2 separate regions of the Mus musculus genome follow, and region 2 is linked to region 1. Evidence: chromatin contacts called from public Micro-C data. All regions are on one chromosome and are shown on one strand. The core of a region is the stretch at or near the end of the contact, and the rest is flanking DNA. Distances in the headings are between cores, read along the strand shown. Region 1 holds the start of Psg25 (pregnancy-specific glycoprotein 25). Region 2 holds the start of Pglyrp1 (peptidoglycan recognition protein 1).

Evidence for each region. A called contact is a pair of places that touch in the nucleus more often than the background predicts.
Region 2: a Micro-C map of embryonic stem cells shows a contact between it and region 1, with 5 times the contacts expected there. The contact joins the promoter of Pglyrp1 here to the promoter of Psg25 in region 1. A contact is called at or near these places in 12 of 39 promoter capture datasets (the 3T3-L1 cell line, 3T3-L1-derived adipocytes, cranial neural crest and 6 more), 1 of 15 datasets of contacts at CTCF or cohesin (embryonic stem cells), 5 of 484 Hi-C or Micro-C datasets (embryonic stem cells, liver, palatal mesenchyme and 1 more) and 1 of 9 other capture datasets (embryonic stem cells).

Annotation. Positions count from the first base shown.
Region 1 is chr7:18,527,533-18,533,716 of GRCm38.p6, forward strand. It overlaps Psg25 (pregnancy-specific glycoprotein 25), which reads right to left and starts at 4,695. Exons shown (of 5, transcript NM_054060.1): 1 at 4,453-4,695; 2 at 1,941-2,300. The coding sequence starts at 4,516.
Region 2 is chr7:18,880,370-18,886,203 of GRCm38.p6, forward strand. Pglyrp1 (peptidoglycan recognition protein 1) reads left to right here and starts at 4,321. Exons shown (of 3, transcript NM_009402.2): 1 at 4,321-4,604. The coding sequence starts at 4,357.

The sequences.
Region 1 (6,184 bases), core at 3,445-5,944:
TGCTGCTGCTGCTGCTGCTGCTGCTGCTGAACCTCTGTCCCACTGTGGCTTCTCTCCTACAAACCCTGAGACTCCTCTCAGGTCAATGAGCTCCTTAGGAGACTCCAGAGAATAGAAGAGTCCTCTCCTCTCACAGTCTGTAAATGGCTCCTCACCCATGATCAGGAGGGGCTGACAGGTGGTACAACCTTTGCAAAGAGTACACAGGGGGACTCCCTGGACACTGGCCTGATCTGTCCTCTGTTTGTAGCAAATCTGGTCCAGCCCACCTCACTCCTCCTATGGCCTCAGCCTCCTCCCAGACAGAAGCATCTTACAGAGGACCATAGGCTGTGGGTTGCTCTGTGTTCTCTGCCCTATACACTCTCAGGATGACCAACGTACCCTCTCCTCTTGGCTCTTCCTGTTTCATCCCTCCATATTACACAGTGACAAACAACCTTCTGAGTATCACTGGGCCCTGAAACAAGAGCAGCTCCCCATGGGTGGCCCTCAGTAGTACTCTCATCCTGGGTCAGTCAGCAACAAAGAAGAAGCCTCTACACTCTCTGTGACAGAAACCCAGCTGGGCACCCAGTCTGCCCTGTGTTCTCATTGCTCTGGAACAATGGAATTTGCTTTCAGGAGGAAAGTGACAGATGTGTGTGAGGGACCCAAAGGGACCAGATCCATGGTGACTGGGGAAGGGGACAGATCATTCTCACTGCAGGCAACAGTCAGGATTCTGAGAAAGAAGAAAGACCCAGGAGCAGATGGGTCAGGAGCCCACAGCCTGAGTGTGTGGGAGGAGGTGACCTGGGTCTTAGAAGGACTACTCTAGGCTTCATCATCCCATGCATGGTTTCAAGATGGTGCTCACACTTCCTCTTCCTGATGAGCTGTGAGGTAGGTCCACCCATGTGCACCCTGGCATTTCTGAGATACCTTGAACCTCTGTATAGGTGATTCCCCTGGGACACCCTTAATCCCCAGAGAAAATACATGTCTGGAATATGAACATTATCCCCTGGCAGGGCAGTAGACACAGGAAGCAGCTAAGAGGTCTGAGGAGACTATGACAGTGACCTGCTGGTCTACAAGGAAGAGATAAAAGCCACCATAAAAGGAAAGGTCCTGATTCAGGCATATTGGTTTATTAGTATTCCTTGAGTGTCAACAGGCTATGCCTGTTCTTCACTGTGGTAACTGCAGCTCATGTCTGGAGAACTGTCCACAACAGTACAGCCTGTTCTATTTCCTTATAGGAGAGACTATACTGGCCTCAACAGAAAAGACCTTTTCAGTTTGACCTGTGTAGTCTCTCCTTCACTGATGGAACCCTGACCTTCTTGGAAGTCTCATGAACCCATTAGGACAATCGGTTAATGGCCTGGGGATCTTCCCTGATGTGGTCTCCCTCTGGGTCACTAGGATGACCAGGAGACATAGCCTGATCATGGCTCTCATGGCAGTACACGGTTTGGTTCCACATGGAGCAAGACATTGACTACAACAAGCACTCTTCTCTGCAGACAGAAAGTCAAGATCTAACCCTAGCACAAAGCTTCTCAGGGCCCACAGGAGGCTGGAACAGAGGTGTGGAGTCAGGAGTTTCTGGTACTCAGCTCTGTAAGATGCCCATGGCTTCCACAGGCCCTTCTTTCTTTCCTCAAGGACTTTCTCGAGGAAGGTTTCCTATGAAGGACCCCAAGATCTAGACAGAGGCTGATGTCCTTGGCTGACTTGCCCACCCTGTATCCAGGTTTCTCCAAGATGAAGTTAAATGAGGGATTCTGCACACCTGACATTGTTCTCCACCATGTGTGTCCTGCACTAAATGTTCAAGCCCCAACATGGAGACACAATGCTGAGGGAAAGGAGACACAGGCCAGGCCTGACACTTCTGTGTGTCTAGTGGAGGGACCCAACCCAGCACTCAGACTTCACAAAGAATTACTTACAGTACACCTGAAGGAACATGGATGTATTTGATTCCAGTTTTCCATTTTTACTTATGGTACGAAGAGTGTAATATCCTGTGTCCTCCTGGGTGACATTTTGGATCCACAGAGACCCATTTCTGTGCAATGTCTCTCTACCGCTGTGCTCAGGTCCAGTCACACTTACATTATATTGTAGTGAATACAGTGCAATTCCAAGTTTCAAATTTAGCAACCCTCTGTACCAGGCAAGGCCTAGAAGATTCTCTGGCAGATTGTAAACATGTAGAAGAACATTTTCTCCTTCAACCACTTGGAGTGGTAAAGAATGGATGATGACTCTGGCAGTGGTGGGCAGGAGCCAGTAGGTTAAGATGGAGGCTAGAGGGAGGAGAAATAAGTCACCAATCATGAGTATGTTTGAGCATCCCTCAGCTTATGCCTATGGGTAGTGGTATGCCCATAATAGAGATGTGCACCATAACCTCCATGCCTTCAGAGGGTATCATTTCTTCTCTGTGAAATCCTCTACTCAGTTGTCCCCATATCACTCTTCATCTAAAGAGTGTGTGCTGTGATGAGAATGAGCTCTCTTTCATCCTCCTCTGCTTCCTCCTATCCCTCCTCCTCTCCTGCACACAATCCTCACTTTCTGGATTGTGTTTTGTTCTAGTTACAGTTCTATTAAACCATTGAATCTATTCTCTGGTGTGCCCTTCCCCCCAGCCTTGATCTGGCTGATTCAGACCTTGTGTTTCTCACAGTCAGCTAGCCCACCTAGGGTGGAGTCTTCCAAACTAGGTAAAATCTATTGTCCTGCTACATCTGCTCCTTCTTCTAAGAAGCCACTACCTGCTGAGAGGCTGAACCTGTTTTTCTGATGAGATCTTGACAAAGCAACAAGATCCTGGCATAGTAGGGGATGGGTCCCCTCCCCCCTTATAAGATCAGACTCATAAACATTGGGCCTTGATCAGAGAACTTTGTCTTGGATCGTTAGTTCTCTCTCTGTCCATCCCATACATCCCCAGCTTTCATTTCAAGAACTCAATTCATGTAGCTGCTGGAGGCTATACTCTAGATATTGTGACTTCTGGATCACTAGAAAAGGCTCTGTGGTGTAGATACTTTGATCCTTCTTAGAAGGGGGAACCAAATACCCATGGAAGGAGTTACAGAGACAAAGTTTGGAGCAGATACTGAAGGAATGACCATCCAGAGATTGTTCCACCTGGAGATCCATCTGATATACAACAACAAACCCAGACACTATGATGGATGCCATCAAGACCTTGATGACAGGAGCCTGATATAGCTGTCTCCTGAAAGGCTCTGCCAGTGCATGACAAATACAGAAGTGGATGTTCACAGCCATCCATTGGACAGAGCACAGGGTCCCTGATGAAGGAGATAGAGAAAGTACCCAAGGAGCAGAAGGGGTTTACAGCTACATAGGAGGAACAACAATAGGAACTAGCCAGTACCCCCAGAGCTTCCTGGGACTAAACTACCAAGCAAAGAAAACACATGGTGGGATTCATGGCTCTAGCTGAATATGTAGCAGAGGATAGCCTAGTTGGTCATCAATGGAAGAAGAGGAACTTGGTCCTGAGAAGGTTCTATTCCCAAGAATAGGGGAATGCCAAGTACAGGAAGCAGTAGAGGGTGGGTTGGGGAGCAGAGGGAAGGGGAAGGGGGTAGGGAGTTTTCTCAGGGGAAACCTAGAAAGGGTATGACATTTGAAATGTAAATAAAGAAAATGTCTAATAAAAACATTTTTTGGTTTTTTTTTAAAGGCTTTGTGAAAACAGTGATTAGAATTATCTTTTTGGAATGTTCAGCTCCTTAAAAGATCTCAGAAAATAATGGGGGTAAAAAGGAAGGAAAAAAAAAACCAAAGGAAACAGGAAGGAAGGAAAGTAGGAAGGAAGGAAGGAAGGAAGGAAGGAAGGAAGGAAGGAAGGAAGGAAAGGAAGGAAGGAAGGATATCTCCATGAATTTATCTACATAGTGCCCAGGTTTGTTACAAATGGCTATCATTACATTCAAGTGTGATTTATATTTCTGTATTGTATATGTGGGTTTGGGAAGGCACGTGTCTCAGTGTGCACATTGCAGGTACATGACACACATGTGTATAGAGGGCAGAGAAGACCCTGCAGTACCCTGTATCTCCATCTACCCTATGAGAGCTGAGGAATGAATTCAGACTGGCATGTCTCCACACACTGAGCCATCTCATTGCCCCTCCCAGGTTTAATTTCAATTTGGAAAATCAGCATGTCAGGGTTGGAAACAAGGGCTTCAGATCATGGCAGCCAATGTGACTGATTTTGAACAGGGGTACCTGAGGATTATCCTCCCCTCATCAGCTCCTGTCTGCTCAGAGCTCCTGCTGCTGAGCCTCTGTCCCTCAATGTATCTTCTGCACTGCAACTACAGACACCCAAGTCTTCTCTAAACATCTCCTCTACAGAAGACATTGGGCTTCTGAGTTACCCTTCCCATACAATCAGATAGTTGAAACACTTACCTGTGAGCAGGACCCTCTGCCAGGAGGTACACACTTTGCTGAAAAGTTCAAAGGACACCACCATATTTAGTCTCACTGTACTGTCCTTTCACTGAAAAGACCTTCAGCTCCTGCAAGGCACCTGGTCTCCGATTTCCTTCTTTCTTCTAAGTGGAATTTCTCTCAGGCAGGAGCACTTCCAAGAATCCTACAGGCTGTGGGATCTGTGTCCAAAGCACTGCTCAGTCACTTCCACTCTCAGTGCTGCCCCACATCTTTCTCACATTTTCTCTCTTTATGTTTCTTCTCCAACAAAACCTTGAGTAACAAGGCTGATAAGCATCGACAAGCCCTCAGAGAATAACAACTCATCCAAGGGCTGACATCTGCTGACTCCTGGACATGTGTCTGTCAGCATCAGAGAGGGAGCCTTCATCTTTCCTATGTGTCCCTGTGACACACAGACCCAGCTGAGCACCCAGTCTGCCCTGTGTCCTCAGTGCTCTGGGAAGGTGGGATTTCCCAACAGGATGGTGACAAATATTACTGTGAGTGTTGGAAGAAACCAGAGTTGTGTGACAACTGAGGATGAAGATAAACCCTTTATTACTAATGTCACCAGTTAAGTTCCTGACTCAAGACTGAGTTCCTGAAGCAGCTGTGTGATGAGATTTATGTTCTTGGTGTTGGGGAAGAGGTGACCTGTATGTCCTGGAAAGGACTGTGGGCTCCTCTTCCTACTGACTGCTTCAGGTAACCTTCCAGAATTATGGGTTGGTTGAACTGTGTGTTGGCTGAGCCAAACTGCTCTTTGGTCTTCCTGGGTCACCTATGCCCTTTGTCTGGGTGATTCTGCAGCAAAAGTCCTGACTTCCCCTTGGGAGATGCCAGGAGGGAGGGGAATTTCAGGATGCCCAGCAAGGGGCGGGGGCATAGACACAGGAAACAGAGCAGGGTCTAGGGAGAGAGATCAAGGTTAGTGGGGACAGGAATGGAAAGCAGACTCCTAGGCAAGGTCAAAGCTCAAGGAAACAATTGAGAGTTAGGTGTGGAACCTGATACCTCAGAATAGAGTTTTCTGGGAGAACTGAAGGCTCATTTCCAGGGCTAGAGCAGGGGGGTAAACACCACAATATGACCTGCCCTGGTCCCTTCAGCAAGGTGGGATGCAGGGACCATCATCCTGCTCATGTGCTTTGCAGATCTCATGATTCCATCTAGGGTGGGATGAGTCTAGGCAGGCTTCCATATTCTCCCTGGGAAATCCAAGACTAAAGTTGGATGAAGTGGTGTGCCTCCAGAGGATAGGTCCTTTCAGGAAGAGCTTTGTACCCAAAAATGTAAGTGGAAAAGCATGGTTCATTTCTCTTCAGACTCAAGCAAGAGGACAGTAATGGAAATGGGGTGCACCTGTACTCACTGGCCCATGTCTAGGGTCTCAATCCTTCCTTCTCCTGGCCCAATGGATACTGAGGGACCCCTACTGAGGACAGGAAACAGAACAGTGATTCAAATGGAAGTGCCAACTGCCCTTCCCTGTACAGTGATATAGGTCTCTTTATCTCACTGTGATAAAAACACTGTGAACAGAAGCAGTTCAGGAGAGCAGAGCATGCACTTCCTGTCCAGGTCTGGGACATAGTGTGTAACCTCCCCCCACAGCCTGAAAACAGGCTGAGCAGGCTTGACTTGTTGTCACTAGGAAATCACCTGGGGTGGAGCCTGCCACCCTATTGTTCTACCACTGCCACCG
Region 2 (5,834 bases), core at 3,071-5,570, 350 kb after region 1:
GTCAGGGGCAGCTTGGTTAACAAAAGCCATGTTCACAGCTGACTGGTGCTCTCTGGCTTCTGGGTCAAAAGGAGTATAGTTACTCTAGGCTTCAAAGTCTTTCTAGATGTTCCCTGGGGCTCTCTCATTCTTTCCCTGCATCACCTTAGGTAAATGGTGAAAGACCTGTGGGCTGCCGGGCAGCCTCTTGGAGGTCCCCCATCACAACCTGGCAGTAGACACAGAGCCTCTCCTTACCTTCAGCAGTGTTAAAATCCCAGCGGGGTCAAGTCAAAGGAAAGGCTGCATCAATATCAGCCTGGACTTGAGTAGGCAGCCCATTTGCCCCTGGAACCAATTTCCTGGTGGCTCCCACAATCCTCTCTCTCTCTCTTCTGTCGTGAAGAGGACCTGGAGCAGCTTGGTTGCTGACAGTTGTCCAGGTAGGCTGGTGAGTCAGCATGATGGAATTCAGAAGACCTTTGAGAGCTGATAGCCTTTCTAAAACTGGGCAGTCCTGGAACTTCCAATTGTAAAGATCAGTACTGGCAAATGACACATGTCATAAACTGTCTCCCCTGAGCATCTGAGGGTCCTGTATCCCAGAGGGGTAAGGCCATAATAGAGTTAGCCCTCTGGGCAGTACAGGCCAGAGTGTACTGCCCCAGAGTGTGAGGTGGACTCCAAGTGGAAATCTGGAGAGTCAGGGGGGTCGGGCTGTTCCTCCATTGGCCTATGCAGGAGAACAGAAATCCTACTCAGGAGCAGAAAGGGGGCTTGACAAGGCAGGGGGCCGAGGCTGGCCCTTCTCAGGCCATCTTACTTTATAGATGAGCCATTGTTTCCTGCAAAAGACAGTGTGCAGGCTTGAGCAACCAGATCAGAGTCTTCTGAGACTCCACAAAAGTCCTTAAAATGGTTCAGGACCAAGCCCAGTGGGGTGCTTTGTGCCTGTCCCAACCTAGGAATCAAAATTTTGTAGCCGGGCGTGGTGGTGCATGCCTTTAATATCTAGCACTTGGGAGGCAGAGGCAGGCGGATTTCTGAGTTTGAGGCCAGCCTGGTCTACAGAGTGAGTTCCAGGACAGCCAGAGATACACAGAGAAACCCTGTCTCAAGAAGACAAAAAGCACAGAGTACACACATCAGACACAGAAGGACATTCCCAGGAAAACAAACACCAACCAAAAGGCTGTCTCAGACGGTCTTCCTCCCTGTGCATGGGAGGCCCACAGACCCACAGGCAGTTCAGAATCAGATGAGAACTAGCAAGTTCTCCAGCTTCTGGTAGAGCTGGGTGTGGAGCATCCTCCATTGCCCCTGGCTGGGTGACAAAATACAAGTCTGCTTTGTCCCTCTCAGCCTCCAGATTAAACCCGAAACAAGAACACTTAAATGGACAGAAGACAGCCCAGTGACAAGTTCCTCCTAGAAATGTTTACTTCCTTCAGCTTCTGTTACAGGACCTGCCGTAGATTTCCTTCTACTTCTGTTCTCTCTCCCCTCCCCACCCATGCCCGTCCCACCCAGCAGTGAGTCTTGGGGGTTGGGGGGGGGGGGTTCAAAAAGCTCAAGAGTTCAAAGTCAGCCTCAGCTAGTCAGCAGATATGAAACCAGGCTGGAATGCCTGAGATTCTGCCTCAAAAACAAATAACTGCTAGGCACAGTCCTTCAATCCCAGCATACAAAGGCAGGCAGGTATCTGTGAGTCTGAGGTAGCAAGATTCAGGCCAACCAGGGCTACACAGTGATACAAAGCCTCAAACAGGAGCAATAAACAGCCTCAGAAGCATGCTTAGAGTCCTCTGTCCCCACGTGGAGGAACAATCTCTCATCAAGTGCTGGGAGCCCTGCCCCACATTGTCTCCAGGTCACGTAGCTCTGCCAAGCAGGTCCCCACAGACCCAGGGCTCCCCCCACCCGAGTCCAGGCTCTGTGCATTGTCCTGCCTAATACTCCTCCCTAGGGCATGCCACACAGGCAAGATTTTCTGTTTCACAAGGGCCCTTTCTCTTGAGCCTGCCAGAGGGGATGGAAGAACACTGTCCGCTGTGGACAAGCCATGAATCTAAATCTTTCTTTAACACCTCTTGTTCCCTCTCCCCATGTATCCAGGACCACAGGTGAGTGATGCACCACACATAACACGTACCCAGCAGTTACTAGGAGACTGGATGGATGTACAGTCCGACACCATGGAGCTCTTCCCTGGCAGCTGTGTGTGTGTGTGTGTGAGACAGACAGACAGACAGTCTTGAGTGCAAGTGGTCAAGAGACCAGGAGAGGAGGTCGGATGCCCTGGAGCTGGACTTACTGGACTTACAGGCCCGAGTGCCTGCCATGGGTGCTGGAAGCAGACTCCCCTTCCCGAGCAGCCCATGCTCCTGAGCACTGAGCCATCTCTCCTGCCCCTCTTAGCATTATCTTACGCAGAGTCACTGCTATTGCGATTTCCACTCCCTCCCACCTGGATTTCGCTGTCTCAGCATGTATCTGGCCCTGTGTGATCAAAGCTCAGATCTGAGCTGGCCTTTTCTGAGTGTCATTACACTAGTAATACTTTTTTTTTTAAAGATTTATTTATTTTATGTAAGTACACTGTAGCTGTCTTCAGACACACCAGAAGAGAGCATCAGATCTCATTACAGAAGGTTATGAGCCACCATGTGGTTGCTGGGAATTGAACTCAGGACCTCTGGAAGAGCAGTCAGTGCTCTTAACCTCTGAGCCGTCTCTCCAGCCTCCGCTACTAATCCTCTTCAGTCACTTATCAGCTTCTTACAGTGCTGCAAATGCCTCACTGTTGCTGTGCTCCCCTTATTCCAGATGTGTCCGATTACCATCAAAACCCGTACCTTCTTGCTACACCTGAACATGCTAAGCATGTACAGCCTACTCTGCTCCCGGGGACCCTGTAAACTGCCAAAGAGAAGAGCCTCAAGAAGCCTTAGTTTTAATATTACAAAGCAGAACTTTGGGCATATCTCAGTGGTAGAGCCCCTGCCTAGAATCCCCCAATGAGGGGCTGGGGGCGTGGCTCAGTGGTAGAGCCCCTGCCTAGAATCCCCCAGTGAGGGGCTGGGGCATAGGTCAGTAGTAAAGTGCTTACCTTCCAAGCACAGGCCCTGAGTTCCATCTGTAGCATGACCATAAATAAATAAATAAATAAATAAATAAATAAATAAATAAATAAATAAATAAATTTATTTACTTTTGAGCAAACAGATTTACTGAAGATCCCTGGAGAATGTGAGAGGCCCCAAGGGAGGAATACCCAAATCCATTCAAAGTGAAAGCAAAGAGCAAGGCTGTCTGTCCTGAATCCCCATGTGTGGTGAGAGGCATGGGAATGGGAGTCTGACTGGGACAGAAGCCCAGGGACAGCTCTCCACAAGACCTGAATGAATGTGACCCTCTGCACCCAGTGTCACTTCTCTCCAGAGCAGAACTGCGATGGTCACCATGCAAACAGGAGCTGGCCTGAAGGTGTAGTAGTGACACATGACACAATGTGCCAGACATCCAAGGGCTGAAACCCAGTTCTCTCTGATCAACTCTGGGGGTCAGAAGCCCTGTTACCAACTCCATACTGCAGTCACACAAACGGGCACCAAGAGGTTAAGAAGTTAGTGTGGGCTCACACAGTAGAAAATGGCTGGAGTTCGGATGCAGGCACCCTGGCTGATTCAGACACTGGACAGGAAGCACTACTGCCTGCCGTTTCTTGGGAAGCGACTTCCAGTCTCCAAACATTTTCCTCTGCTGTGCAATGGGCATCCACACACTTAGCCTCCTGTCCTGCCCCGTAGGGTTGAGCATCCTCAGACTTGGACCCTGTGGGATCTGCAGCCAGGTGCAGAGGCTGTGCACACCTGTAACTTCAGTACTTGGGGTGTGGAGACAAGAGGAGCAGGAGCTGAAGGTCATCCTTGGCTAAACAGAGTTCAAAGTCATCCTAAGCTATGTGAGACACTCATACAGGAATACATTCTTAAAAGGAACTTTTGTTAGCCCCACCTGCAGGAAGTAAGTTTGTGCCAAAGCCCTGGGCCCCTTACCTATGCAAGTTCCTGTTAGGTTACACCATCCCCCACTGAGATCTAAGCCTTGGAAACCCCAGGAAACAACTGAATGTCCAGTCCTTTGTGCCCTTCCTGATGAGAGAGCCTCTCTCCCCACCTACTGACACTTAGCAAAGGCTCCATCACGGCCCCACCTCTGGTTAAAGGAGGAAGCTGGGTCTGGGTCGGAAAGTCCCGCCCAGGTGTGAAGCAAGCCCTTCCTCTGCCCACACCCTTCACCATGCCCAGAAGATAAAGTACACAGGATGAGGGCCAGCTCATACACAGCCCTGCAGTCCTGTGCGGCACGTCCAGCATGTTGTTTGCCTGTGCTCTCCTTGCCCTCCTGGGTCTGGCAACCTCCTGCAGTTTCATCGTGCCCCGCAGTGAGTGGAGGGCCCTGCCATCCGAGTGCTCTAGCCGCCTGGGGCACCCAGTTCGCTACGTGGTGATCTCACACACAGCCGGCAGCTTCTGCAACAGCCCGGACTCCTGTGAACAGCAGGCCCGCAATGTGCAGCATTACCACAAGAATGAGCTGGGCTGGTGCGATGTAGCCTACAAGTGAGTATGGAGTGGGCTGAAGGAGGTCGACCACACCTTCCAACCCTCCTGGTGCTGGATCTGCAATCTCCTGTGGGTGCTGAGGCTTTCTCCCCTGTAAGAGGGGACAGGAGCTGCTTCACATACAAGGTGACTTTCATATGTATCTTTCCTAAAGGCCTAGGCCTTGCCAGGACAACACCAGGCTGAGCCTTGCACCAAGTGAGTGGGCATATTGCAAGGCAGGACCAGGGAAACAGATGCTCAGGGCCCAGCTTCCTCTTCTGCAAAGGTCAACGGTATTATGGCCCCTAATACCCAATACCCAGGAAACTGGCTAGCATATGGCAGGAGCCCCAAAGCTATGGGCTAATGTCTCCTGTGTGCCAGAGTTCTAGATGGGAGCATTGCTTGAAGCATATCACGATAGCCCTGTGTGCATAAAGACAGAAAAAGATGTGTTTGGGGTGGACCAAGAACCCACTGGCTCCGTGTGTAAAGGTGTTTCCTAGCAAGTACAACAACCTGAGTTCTAACTCAGGCAGAAGGAGAAAACTGACTATTGATGGACTGATGGTGTCCGTGACACCTACGCATGCATCACATACACGCATCTCTCACTCACACACACATACACACACACACACACACACACACACACACACATGCTTTAGGGGGGAGGGCTTTGATAGGCACAGTATTGATGCCTGTAATCCCAGCAGTTGGAAGGATAAGGAAAGAGGATTGCAAAAAAAAAAAAAAAAAAAAAAAAAGAGGATTGCTGTGAGTTCAAGGCTACCCTGGGCTTCTCAGCAAAATCTTATCTCCAATAAGGGTGGATGGAGGTGGGGGGAAATAGGTGAGAGAGATGTCAGATCCCTAGGTAAGGGACGGCTTCCTGTGGCTTTGATGTGGCTCTAGAAGAGGCAGAAGGAAGCTAGGGATTGGGGTGTCCGGCACAGAGGCAAGTCCTAGGAGGTTCCTTCAGCCAAAGATGGGGTGGGAAGGGAGGGAGGGGGCACGGACGCAAAGGTCATGGTGAGTATTGCGGTCAAACAGTATCCACACAGAAGGTTCTGGGTGAGGGACAGGCATAGATCGACCCAGGTGTTAGTAGGCTCCCACTGGCTGGCCACAAAGGTCTGCTTAGATTGATCCGTCACACCTGCTTTTCAGTGTCACAGGCCGGGGTGTCATACCTGGGCCTGTTTGAACCCTATGACTTCTAAGGCTGCGCTAAGAGCCAGTTGC